Regions from separate parts of the Mus musculus genome. Here regions 1 and 2 are each linked to region 3. A link is a contact called in public ChIA-PET and HiChIP or PLAC-seq data. All regions are on one chromosome and are shown on one strand. The core of a region is the stretch at or near the end of the contact, and the rest is flanking DNA. Distances in the headings are between cores, read along the strand shown.

Region 1 (3,445 bases), core at 398-2,897, 220 kb after region 3:
TGAACTGCGATGATTATCTGTGTGTATGTGTGGGAAGAGAATGCATCGTATATGCAGATCTGTATGCACATATACGCATACGTGCATTGACCCACAGGACATTGTAAGATAGTATCACATGACATCTTAAGTAGAAGTAAGTAGGACTTTTATGCCATCCTTTTTTTCACGTTTACACTTTAATTATTAAAGGTTGCTCCTGCCCTTCCCCAACTATTTTGTGCTGTGTACATCACTGCTTTATATAAGTTATTTTTTAAGGTGAACTCAGATGTTATGGTTTTGTAAATGTCTGCAATCATGGATAGGAATAAAATTGCTTATTTGAGAGCTTTCATTCACTGTGTCTGAAGCAAGTTGCCCGTGAGCCCCAGGTTGTACCAAGTAGAGACAGTGACTTCATCCTCATGTCCAACCAGGCACCCAGTTACCTTCTGTGCAAAGTAGTGTGGTGCTTTGTATATAAGGAAACCCCTCAACAGTAGCTCAGCCAGGGCTTCATACAGTACACTTCTGCAATAACTGCTTTAAATTGAGTTCTTTCTTGATTTGTGTGTCTTAGATGATGCAGAACTCATTAGCTAACTCAAATGACTTAAACTGTAGCAATAAAGTGACATGGGTTATCATACTTTTAGCACACATTCTCTCTTAAACACGATAAAATCCAAAAGTGATAACAAAACCACTTGTTTGAACTTACAGCGTCTCCCAGGGAACTAGAAGTAAATGTCTAATAAGACACAGCGAGAAATGGTGTTGTATGTTTATTCAGATTTCCTATGATCATTTCTACAGACACTTGAAAACAGACAGACACACTGACATGATTCAGGTTTTCAGCCCAGAGAGCAGAGAATGAGGAAACTAGAGGATTCTGCAGCGTTTCTGGTTTCACCCACCCAGTAGCTTGCTTGCTGGAGCAGAACTGATGGGTACCTGTCTGTTCTGTTGTCCCTGCTCTCAGGTGGCAGTTCCATGCCCTGTCTGCTCTGTCCTGGGTCAGAGGGCTTGCACTGGGAGGCAGATTATCTGTGTAGCTTATGTTCACTGCAGCTGGCTAGATCTCCATTTTGTGTCTGACAGTTCAGAAGGGAGTAAAGAAACAGTTTTAATTATCTCCCTTATGAAAGCACCCTGCTTGCATGACACTTCCCAGATCTTTGGGATTCCGTTTAATCCTATATCCAAACACCAAATCCTAATAGGAAAAGCATAGAGAGTTTATTTTATAATTGAAAAGACAGCTCTGCAACCCTTGCTGTTCTAACTGAGATACAAACAACCACTGATCTCTACCCTGCTAGAGGGTATTGCCCGGGCTTAGGGGCGAGGATTCTCCCTTTCCTGTGGGACTGTAACATAACTGAAAACGTTGACACTGTTTGCCTGCTGTTGGTTCTGGACAATTGATTTCTCTCAGATCCACATTGATTCATCCTTTCTGAAAATGGAAAATGTTAGCTGGGCATTCCAGGGATGCTGGGAGCATAGAGGATAAAAAAGATGAAGTAGCTTTACACTGCAGATCTAGAGGACAGTATATGAGTCATACTTTATAAAGTACAGCGTCAGCCTACAACTGTACCAGAGAGCAGCCTTGTACTAGCCAGCTACAGGAACCTGTCACAGGCAGTTCACACAGGAAGTCCATTTCCCCCCAGTCACTAGTGGCCACTTCCTTCTCTCTGACTGTACAGAGTTGAACTGTGTTCAGTGGGCTCGGTCTCCCAGCGCTTCCTTTCCTCATCTGCTCTCCATCTCGCCTGGCCTTCGTCTCTGTCATTCATCTTCTGAGAAGGGAAGCAAATGATTCCTACCACTCGCAGAAGTCATGAGCCTAATTTTACTTGGGAATCTTAGAATATAAATGACACAAATGGCATTTTAACAGTGGTTGATAGAGTAGCATCATGTGTGCTTCTAACCTGTTTTGTTTTTTAAAAAAGTAAAATGGTTTTGTTTTTGTTTTCATTTCCTTTCTTTCTTGGAACTCCGTTTAAAAAAATACCTGTTTCCAATGTTTAAATTCTTGAAAAACTGAAAAATTATTTTTAAGACAAAACTACGTTCTCAAACAGGAAAATAAAAGAATGCTTAATTTTTATAGCCAGATAACTTTTGTTACCCGGAGGGTAAGCATTATAACTATATTGATTTTATGTAGATCTTAATTATTTAACATTTATTGTTTTTCTGGTAAGAAATCCAACATTGTCATGCATTCTACGGCTGTTGGCCCATTCATGTCCTCTTGATGTATATGCTGCTTGCCAGAGGTTAGCTTTCTGCATACTTCAGCCCATAATAATGAAATCAGCAGTACTCACATATTTTGGGCATAGAATGCACCCATAAAATGTGACAATGGGCAGCAGGTGTGAGCATGCATCCGGTCACCCCTCCCTGCCCTCCCTAACGCACCGACGTTTGAAAGTTCGTGTCAGTCTTAAGTCCTGAATGGTTCTTAACCACCTGACTTTCTTACTGTGAAGATGCCCAGTGTAAAAAAAAAAAAAAAGGCTTTGATAATTTGATGGACAAATTATCGCTTTTTAAAAAAAACATTCCAGTTTGGGTTCAATTACCAGTGAACAGGAATTTTACAGCTAAAAGTCTGAGGTTAAGATTTCTTGATTTCTGAAAGACTAACAAATCAATTCCGCTCCCTTCAGGCAAGGAAAGTGCTCAGACACACCTGTCCCTTCAGAAACTAAATAGAGAAAAATTCTGTTCCCCTTCAGCCAAAGAAAGTGCTCAGACACACCTGTCCCTCCAGAAATTAAATAGAGAAAATCTGTTCCATTTCTCTTTTCATGATTCTGTCAGGCGTCTGAACTCCATTGCATTTGAAAGGACCATTCAGGTAAACATTCTTCAGCTTGGAAGTGAATTCATCTTGGCATGTGAAGCCCCACAGCCGCCTACATCGTTCCCCACATTGATCTGGGGCTGTGTCCTCAGCAGGGACTCTGCACAGTTCTCAGTACTCCATACCCCGGTTAGCTTGTGGCCCGGTTTCTCCATGCCTGCCTTCCATCCCAGGAGATGAGATGCAAGGGTTGAGCATCTTTTCCCTCTCGGCTTTGCAGCGTTTGCCTCTGCACAGTGTGTAGTACTGGTGGTAGTTTTCCTGAGGAAAGAAATTTCAGTTTTCATCCCTTGATTATTACTGTTCATCATAAGCAGTATGAGAGGTCACAGCTATGCAACATCTGAATGTCCTCTTGATGCTGTTTCCTGTTGTGTTTTGTGGGCTGTAGCTCTCCTCTCCTTGAGACATTAACTGAGGCAAGAAGCCCATGAATACTTGGTATATGGAGGGAAGATTGGTGTGATGAGACCATTATCACATGTTTTACCAAATGCCAACTAGTCTTTTGTAGTTTTTCCTTCTTAAATTTCTCTGATATGAGAAGCAAAACCCCATGCTAGCTTAAAACAA
Region 2 (3,068 bases), core at 390-2,889, 170 kb after region 3:
AGTGGCCGTGAGACAGTGTCTCCATGTTAGCATCTGTGTTGCAAAGAGTCTGTCTTTAACCAGACTGCATGGTAGCAAACTGACCTAATGCTTTGGCATAGTAGTAATGAAAAGGAATTAAAAAGAGAGAGGGAGAGGGGAAGAAAAAGTAGGAAGAAAATCAGGTAGTAGGAAAATTCCCATTTCTTTACAGGGTTATTGGCTAGAAAAGGCTCCCCAGCTGGGTGGGAGCACAGAGTAAAGCAATATTGCCAATACTTTGAAAAAAAATCAAACATGAGAAAAACCTCTTGTTTTTCTCTTGAGACTGAAAAGAAATCAAAAAGAATGTTTTTTTTTCCAAAATGTACTTTTTAAATTCATATTCTGTCCCAATTGCAACCCCTCTCTCCTCTCCTCCAAGTCTTACCTTTGTAAATCCTTTCCCTGTTTGTCCCTCCCCTTCTCTGAGGAAAAGGGGAAGCCCCCCTTGGGAACCACCCCACCGCGGGGTACCTAGTTCCTGCAGGACGGAACACCTTTTCTCCCATTAAAGCCCAAGGAGATAGTCTAGCTCGGAGAAGGGGACCCAAAAGCAGGCATCAGAGTCAAAGACAGCCCCGCTCCAATTGTTAGGGGAATCCCTATGAAGACCAAGCTGTACATCTGCTGCAAATGTGGGTGGGGGCTTAGTTCCAGCCCCTGCATGTTCTTTGGTTGGTGGTTTAGTCTCTGTGAGCCCCCAAGGTCCCAGAGTACTCCGCAGGTTTTCTTGTGGTGTTCTCTACCCTCCCTTAATTCTCCCTTAATTCTCTCTGCAACTCTTCCACAAGACTCCCAAGCTCCTCCTAATGTTTGGCTGTGGATCTCAGCATGTTTCCATTCATTGCTGGATGAAGCCTCTCAGGAGACAGTTGTGCTAGGCTCCTGTTTGCATAGCAGAGGATCACTAATAGTGTCAGGGGTTGGCTCTCTCCCATGGGATGGGTCTCAAATTTGGATAGTCATTGGTTGGCTGTTCCCTTAATCTCTGGGATCAGCTGGTGACCTGGGATGGGGGAGTTACAGGGAGTCTATGGGAGTGACCCTAGCTGAGATTTCTACCAGTGGGGAATACAGAGACTGGTAGCCACCCCCTATAGCCAGGCAGGACTTCCAGTGGAAGGAGGGGGACATCAACCCACCCACAAAACCTTCAACCTAAAGTTTGTTCTGCCCACAAGATACACAGGTTTTTAAAAGAAAAAAGAAAGAAGAAGGAAGGAAAGAAGGAAGGAAGCAAGCAAGCAAGCTTAAAAACGAAAACATTTCAGAGCAGAAACTGAAAAAAATTTAAATAATTTTATTCATTTCTTAATTTTTTTATGTGCATTGGTGTTTTGCCTGCACATATGTTTGCATGAGGATGTCAAATCCTGGAACCGGAGTAATAGACAGGTACGACCTGCCATGCGGGCTCTGGGAATTGAACCAAGATCCTTTAGAAGAGCAGTTAGTGCTCTTAACTGCTGAGCCATCTCTGAGCCCCAGGAAATATTTTCTATCATGTCTGGGTTAGTGTCTTAGAGGTAAATGTTTACTGGATTCCTGTGAATAAGTCTGAGGTTTTGAGATGCCTTGATGCGTGTCATGTGCTCTGCTGTTCTTGAGTCTTCCTGAGTCAGCCACACCAGCGTCAGGACTGGCTGCTTGCTCCCTCCCACACTGAGACATGCACAGGCTTGTAAGGTCGTTTCTAGTCTGCATCGGGATGTCAGGCTTGCTATGCCCCTCCGTCCAGTGATCTGCCTCTCCTCCTTCCCTGATGGGTTTCAGAAACAAGTCTTTAGAAATATTGTAATTCTGGAGATGCCCCTTTCCCACTCTCCAGAAGTTGTACATGCTATCTTAAATTTTAATGAACCAGAAGTGTAGTTTCTGTATTGTTTCTCAGTTTTACTGAGTAAGGTACTAGAAATACTAATTATTAATTGGAAATACCTATGTGTAATTAATATTAAAATATAATATCTAATACATGAGAGACAAGAGAGAGTATGTGTGTGTGTTAAAAATTCAGATAGTAGAAATAGTATTTCCCAGAGTGAAAGTCACTAAAATTGTGTAATGGAAGGCAGAGAATACTGTTTAATTATCAAAACACAAACCATACAAATAAAACATAAGTGTTCTAGAAATGTAATTTTGAATGCTAAAGAAAAAAAAAAAAAAGCCCGAGCATTGCAAATGGAGCAAGCCCTTCTCTATTGCAAAGATAAAACACCTGAAATGCAGAGGTGCCGGGCAGCTGGCAGCTGACTTCTTGTGACTGCTGTCCTACAGACCTGGTGATAGTTTCTGGTCTCAGCCACAGAATGACTTTAAACTTCTCAGCTTGACTAACTAAGGAGGCTTTAAAACCTACAATTCAGAAAACTAAAAGCCCCGTAGCATTTTCTGGATGGACAGGGAGCAGAAGAGGAACTGTTGGGCATCTGCTTCGGCCTCGCAGTTGGGATAGAAGGACAATGTCTGCTGGAACTCCAGTTGTTTCCCGGGGAGCACTCAGCAGTTAGACTGCTGTCTGAGACCAGGGCACTTGTCCTGCCACTTCTTGATACTCCTGAAAGTCAAGGGATCAACATAGATGGGGTGGAGCTCTTAGTTTATGGTGGTGGTTGTTTCGTTTTGTTTTTTAATGCTGAATCTTATTCTGTGATTAGAAAACACTGGTCAAGAGGGCTGATGGCAGAACTGTTGTGCCTCGAGCCTTGGTCACCTTTTCTTTTTCAAGGGAGGGTCCGACAGGTTGCTCGTGCTTGCACTTGCCTCTCACCTCAGCTACCATAGAAATCCTCAGGCAAGTTCAACCTCCCTCTCTTCCAGTTTTCAAACTCCCAGCATCTAATGTAGGAGTTGAACTAGCTTAATTCATTAACGTACATGTTAAAACCTTTATTACTTAAAAAAATTGACACATAAATATGGGTTATATTTATTTTATAAGGTAATATAATTTATATTTATATTAGTATAATTTAGTGTTGTTTCATGCGTGCTTCTGGGAGTAAAGCCCACAGCCTCAGGCATGCTAAGCAAGCACTCTACCC
Region 3 (3,438 bases), core at 855-3,354:
TTATTGAAAGTTAGGGATCAAAGAATATTATGCCAATTGAAATCTATTTGGATAATTGACCTATTTTTATGGTTCTTACTACAGAATGGTCACTGGAATGCTTGAAGTAGACAAGCCATTTTAACCCACAACTTAGTAACTAGCCAGGAAATCTCCTCTTATTTGCATAAAGATAATTTGCCACTGGATATTGCCAGAGATTCATTTGGCATCTTTGTAGACCTTGAAAGGACTGATAGAAATGATAATTTTTTGAGGGCAATTCTTCCAACTCAAGAATATATTAGTGACCTTTCTTTAAATCTCTGGTCATCTAGAAAAGATAAAAGACAAAAACATGATATTTTTAGTAAACCATTAAGGTATTTGAGTTAACAGTTGGAAAAAACCACAATAATGTTAGCTGATAACTCCATCATTTTGATGCTAATTTCATGGCCGTTGATTAATATTTATTGGATGAGTTCATTTTGAGTAATGAGGGAATTATTAGGAAATTCTCAATTTTGTATTCAGTCTTTGAAAAAGGTGTGAAAGTATATAATTAGTATTTCCATAAAATTTATATTTTAGTGCATAATAATAGGGTGAGTAGTTTGAGCTGTAATTTAAAGGGAGCTTGCTAGCTACTTCATATGTGTTTTCAGTAAGCCAGCAACTTTGAAGGTGGTACTGTGTCCCCTCATTGTAAGATGAAGTGACAAACTTCTAGATGCCTGATGACATTTGTTGAAACTTAGCTCAGAGGATCAGACTTGGTTTGAACTGGGATCTGTCTGTAACTATGGAGAGAACAGTTTTCACGTCACTTTTTTTGCCTTCTAAATTAATGCTTATGTTGTCTGGAAAATTCACTTCTGATGAACACTTTGCTTTCCCAATGATGCTGGTTAAACGAGGTGTTAGTATAATAAGGTGCTAATTGAATGGTGCACAGAGTAAGTGAAAAAGAAATTAAAGAAGGAAAAGTCTGTGTGCTGAAGTCATCAGGGAAACTGCTTGCAGTCGCTGTGGGACTTGGTTCATTCATTCATGCCATGGAAGGTTCTGAATACTGACCTGGTAGGAAATGTAGGGTGCAAATAAAAATAGAAAAAGACAGGTAGAGGATAATTCTTTTTGGAGAAACTAATGGTATTTAAAAATATTGTGTTCATCTGAAAGAAGCAAAGACGCCTAGCATGAGCACAAGAGAGCTTCTATATTGAAGAACAGTAGGGCATTCTTTGGAAGCTCATGAAGGTGATGGGCAGTATTTAAGCTATGTAGCATTTAACTGCTTCTGTGGTTGCCAAGAGTAGTGGCACTGTGGGACTAAATACTATTTTACGAAGCTTGAATTCCAGCAGGGGTGTTCAGCTTTAAATTACAACAGTGGATTATTGCTACGGTCAAAGGGGCAGGTCTAGTTCTGGGCTTGATTCCTCTTTCATCCATGTGTGGACTGGTAGTCCACATGCTGGACTGGTAGTCCACATGCTGGATTGGTAGCCCACATGCTGGATTGAGAGCATTTCTGAGTTTGGACTATTCCACTCTCTGCAGTTTGACTTCTGGAGTGCTTTTTGGCCAGCCTGGGTCTTGTAATTTAGTGGGTGGAAGATGTGGCGTAGGACAAGCCCTTCTTCTAAGTAAGATCTAGTTGTGACCATGAGCATTTGCTCAGGGTTTCTATTGAGCTCCTAGCATGCTGTTAGCTTTAGTAGTATAAGGTCTTGCCTTATTTAACTTGTTTAAAATGTTCTCACCTTGTTTCCATTCTCATTTGCTGCTTCTATTGATTGACATTCATAGAGGTGTTTGATGAGAGATGCCTGTGTATTTAAAAAATGTATGGTGTGGCACACATGTGTCTTTAGTCCTAGCTTTTGGGAGGCAGAGAGGCAGGTGGGTCTCTGTTATGTTTGAGGCCAGCCTGCTCTGTATAGAAAGTTCCAGGGCAGCCAGGGCTGCATATTGAGACCTCATCTCAAAATCAAACAAAATGAAACAAAAACAAAACAAAAAATAAAAAAGTTATGGTGGTGTACATGTTTATATAAATGGTGTCTTGCTAAAGATCTTGTGGTTTTTTTTTTCCTCACAACACCTTAAAATAGCTGATAAGGAAAGTGAAAGCCTTTACACACGTAGAGACTACTCTGAAGGACTTTCATGATTGGTTCTGTAAGCTCCTTGTTTGCAGCTCAGCCAGTTTTCTTCTATATCTTACTAACTGCTCCTGTCCTTGGCAGCCTCTCCTTCACAGACCTACATCTACAAACTTGAAAATTTTGAAGCAGATCTGAGAATTTTTAATGCCCAGTGTGTACATAGTTCATAATTTGTACTTGTTGACTTCTCATCTGGTTCTTTGGAGTGGCCATCTTAGTTGCCTGAAACGTCTATCAATTTGTATATACATTTGAGATAATTTGGGGATGAGACTCATTTGTAAGTATGAAGTTTAATTATTTTTCATATTAAGCATATAACCTAAAAGGTGATTTAAGCAGTAGTTTTAGTGTAGCAGCATTTTGACATTAAGTCATCATATGAAACACATGTGGTATTTTCTGTTAATGGAAATATGTTAGTATATCCCACAGTTTGGGGCACTTCAGATGAATTGTTCTCTCATTTTATTTTATTTTATTTTATTTTATTTTATTTTATTTTATTTTATTTTTATGATGGGTGGTTTGTCTGTCTGTATGTCTGTATACCACATGTCTGTAGTATCAGAGGAGGTCAGAAGAGGGTGTTGGATCAGCTGCGACTGGAGTTATATACAGGGGGTTGTTGGCCATATGGTTGATAGAAATCACACCTTTACCTGCGGAGTCATCTCTCGTCTGCACATTTCATTTTTGGGCTAGGAATACTCAACCTGTATTACTCTGTTTTATAACAGACAGCATCTCTCTTCTTCTTTTCATTGATTCTTGGCATTTAAGAAAATATTTTCATCACATTGTTTGTTTGTTTGATTGATTGATTCATTTATTTATTTTTGTGTGCGTGCACGTATGTGTGTGTGTGATTTCACATGTAACAGCATGTGTGTGAAGGTTAGAGGACCACTCATGGGAGGCAGCTCTCTTCCTTCACCATGTGGGTCCAAGGATTTGGACTCCTCTTTTGTGAGGCTTGGTGTCAGGTGCCTGTGATGGTTAAGTGGGCTGCCTGTTTGGTATTGACCTCTCTTTTTTCAGTCTGGTATTTGCAAGTTGTCTATCATTACTTCAGCTCTCATCTCTGATGACCAGTGAATTTGGGTCTCTTCACATCCTCGTTGTATCTGTTACTGCCTTCCTTGCTGGGTTTCTGTCTAGAAGAGTCCCCTATTCAAACAGCTCACCATGCTCAGACCTCTGCTTCATGTCCTAGCCCAGGAAGAACTGAGCATCCTCTGAAGTGTACTCCAGCTCTTTCTGTGTCCCACGTTATCAGTCATAG

Evidence for each region. ChIA-PET counts read pairs in DNA pulled down with a chosen protein or histone mark. HiChIP or PLAC-seq counts read pairs in DNA pulled down with a chosen protein or histone mark.
Region 1: an RNA polymerase II ChIA-PET map of effector CD8 T cells shows a contact between it and region 3, with 14 read pairs. The contact joins two enhancer-like sites. A contact is called at or near these places in 1 of 15 datasets of contacts at CTCF or cohesin (the NIH/3T3 cell line), 16 of 484 Hi-C or Micro-C datasets (B cells, the G1E-ER4 cell line, Th1 cells and 8 more) and 3 of 115 datasets of contacts at active chromatin or transcription factors (astrocytes, effector CD8 T cells and memory CD8 T cells).
Region 2: an H3K4me3 HiChIP or PLAC-seq map of the 230-238 cell line shows a contact between it and region 3, with 5 times the contacts expected there. The contact joins two enhancer-like sites. A contact is called at or near these places in 9 of 484 Hi-C or Micro-C datasets (CD4 T cells, the MC3T3-E1 cell line, the P5424 cell line and 6 more) and 4 of 115 datasets of contacts at active chromatin or transcription factors (the 230-238 cell line, large pre-B cells and stem cell-derived neural progenitor cells).

What each region holds. Positions count from the first base shown.
Region 1 is chr13:91,700,909-91,704,353 of GRCm38.p6, forward strand. It overlaps Ssbp2 (single-stranded DNA binding protein 2), which reads left to right. Exons shown (of 17, transcript NM_024272.4): 17 at 1-3,445. 4833422C13Rik (RIKEN cDNA 4833422C13 gene) reads right to left here. Exons shown (of 2, transcript NR_015501.1): 2 at 757-3,133. Among named protein-coding and RNA genes, the nearest start is that of Gm22778, 21 kb to the right of the region's middle. Within about 2 kb of position 1,648, at least 102 of the 459 cell types and tissues checked have an H3K27ac peak or open chromatin away from gene starts, as enhancers often do. A contact at or near this core is called in B cells, Th1 cells, conventional type 1 dendritic cells and 3 more, where this site is marked.
Region 2 is chr13:91,648,507-91,651,574 of GRCm38.p6, forward strand. The region is part of intron 5 of Ssbp2 (single-stranded DNA binding protein 2); the gene reads left to right. Among named protein-coding and RNA genes, the nearest start is that of Gm22778, 73 kb to the right of the region's middle. Within about 2 kb of position 1,640, at least 24 of the 459 cell types and tissues checked have an H3K27ac peak or open chromatin away from gene starts, as enhancers often do. A contact at or near this core is called in the 230-238 cell line and Th1 cells, where this site is marked.
Region 3 is chr13:91,482,342-91,485,779 of GRCm38.p6, forward strand. The region is part of intron 1 of Ssbp2 (single-stranded DNA binding protein 2); the gene reads left to right. Among named protein-coding and RNA genes, the nearest start is that of Ssbp2, 23 kb to the left of the region's middle. Within about 2 kb of position 2,105, at least 64 of the 459 cell types and tissues checked have an H3K27ac peak or open chromatin away from gene starts, as enhancers often do. A contact at or near this core is called in the 230-238 cell line, B cells, Th1 cells and 4 more, where this site is marked.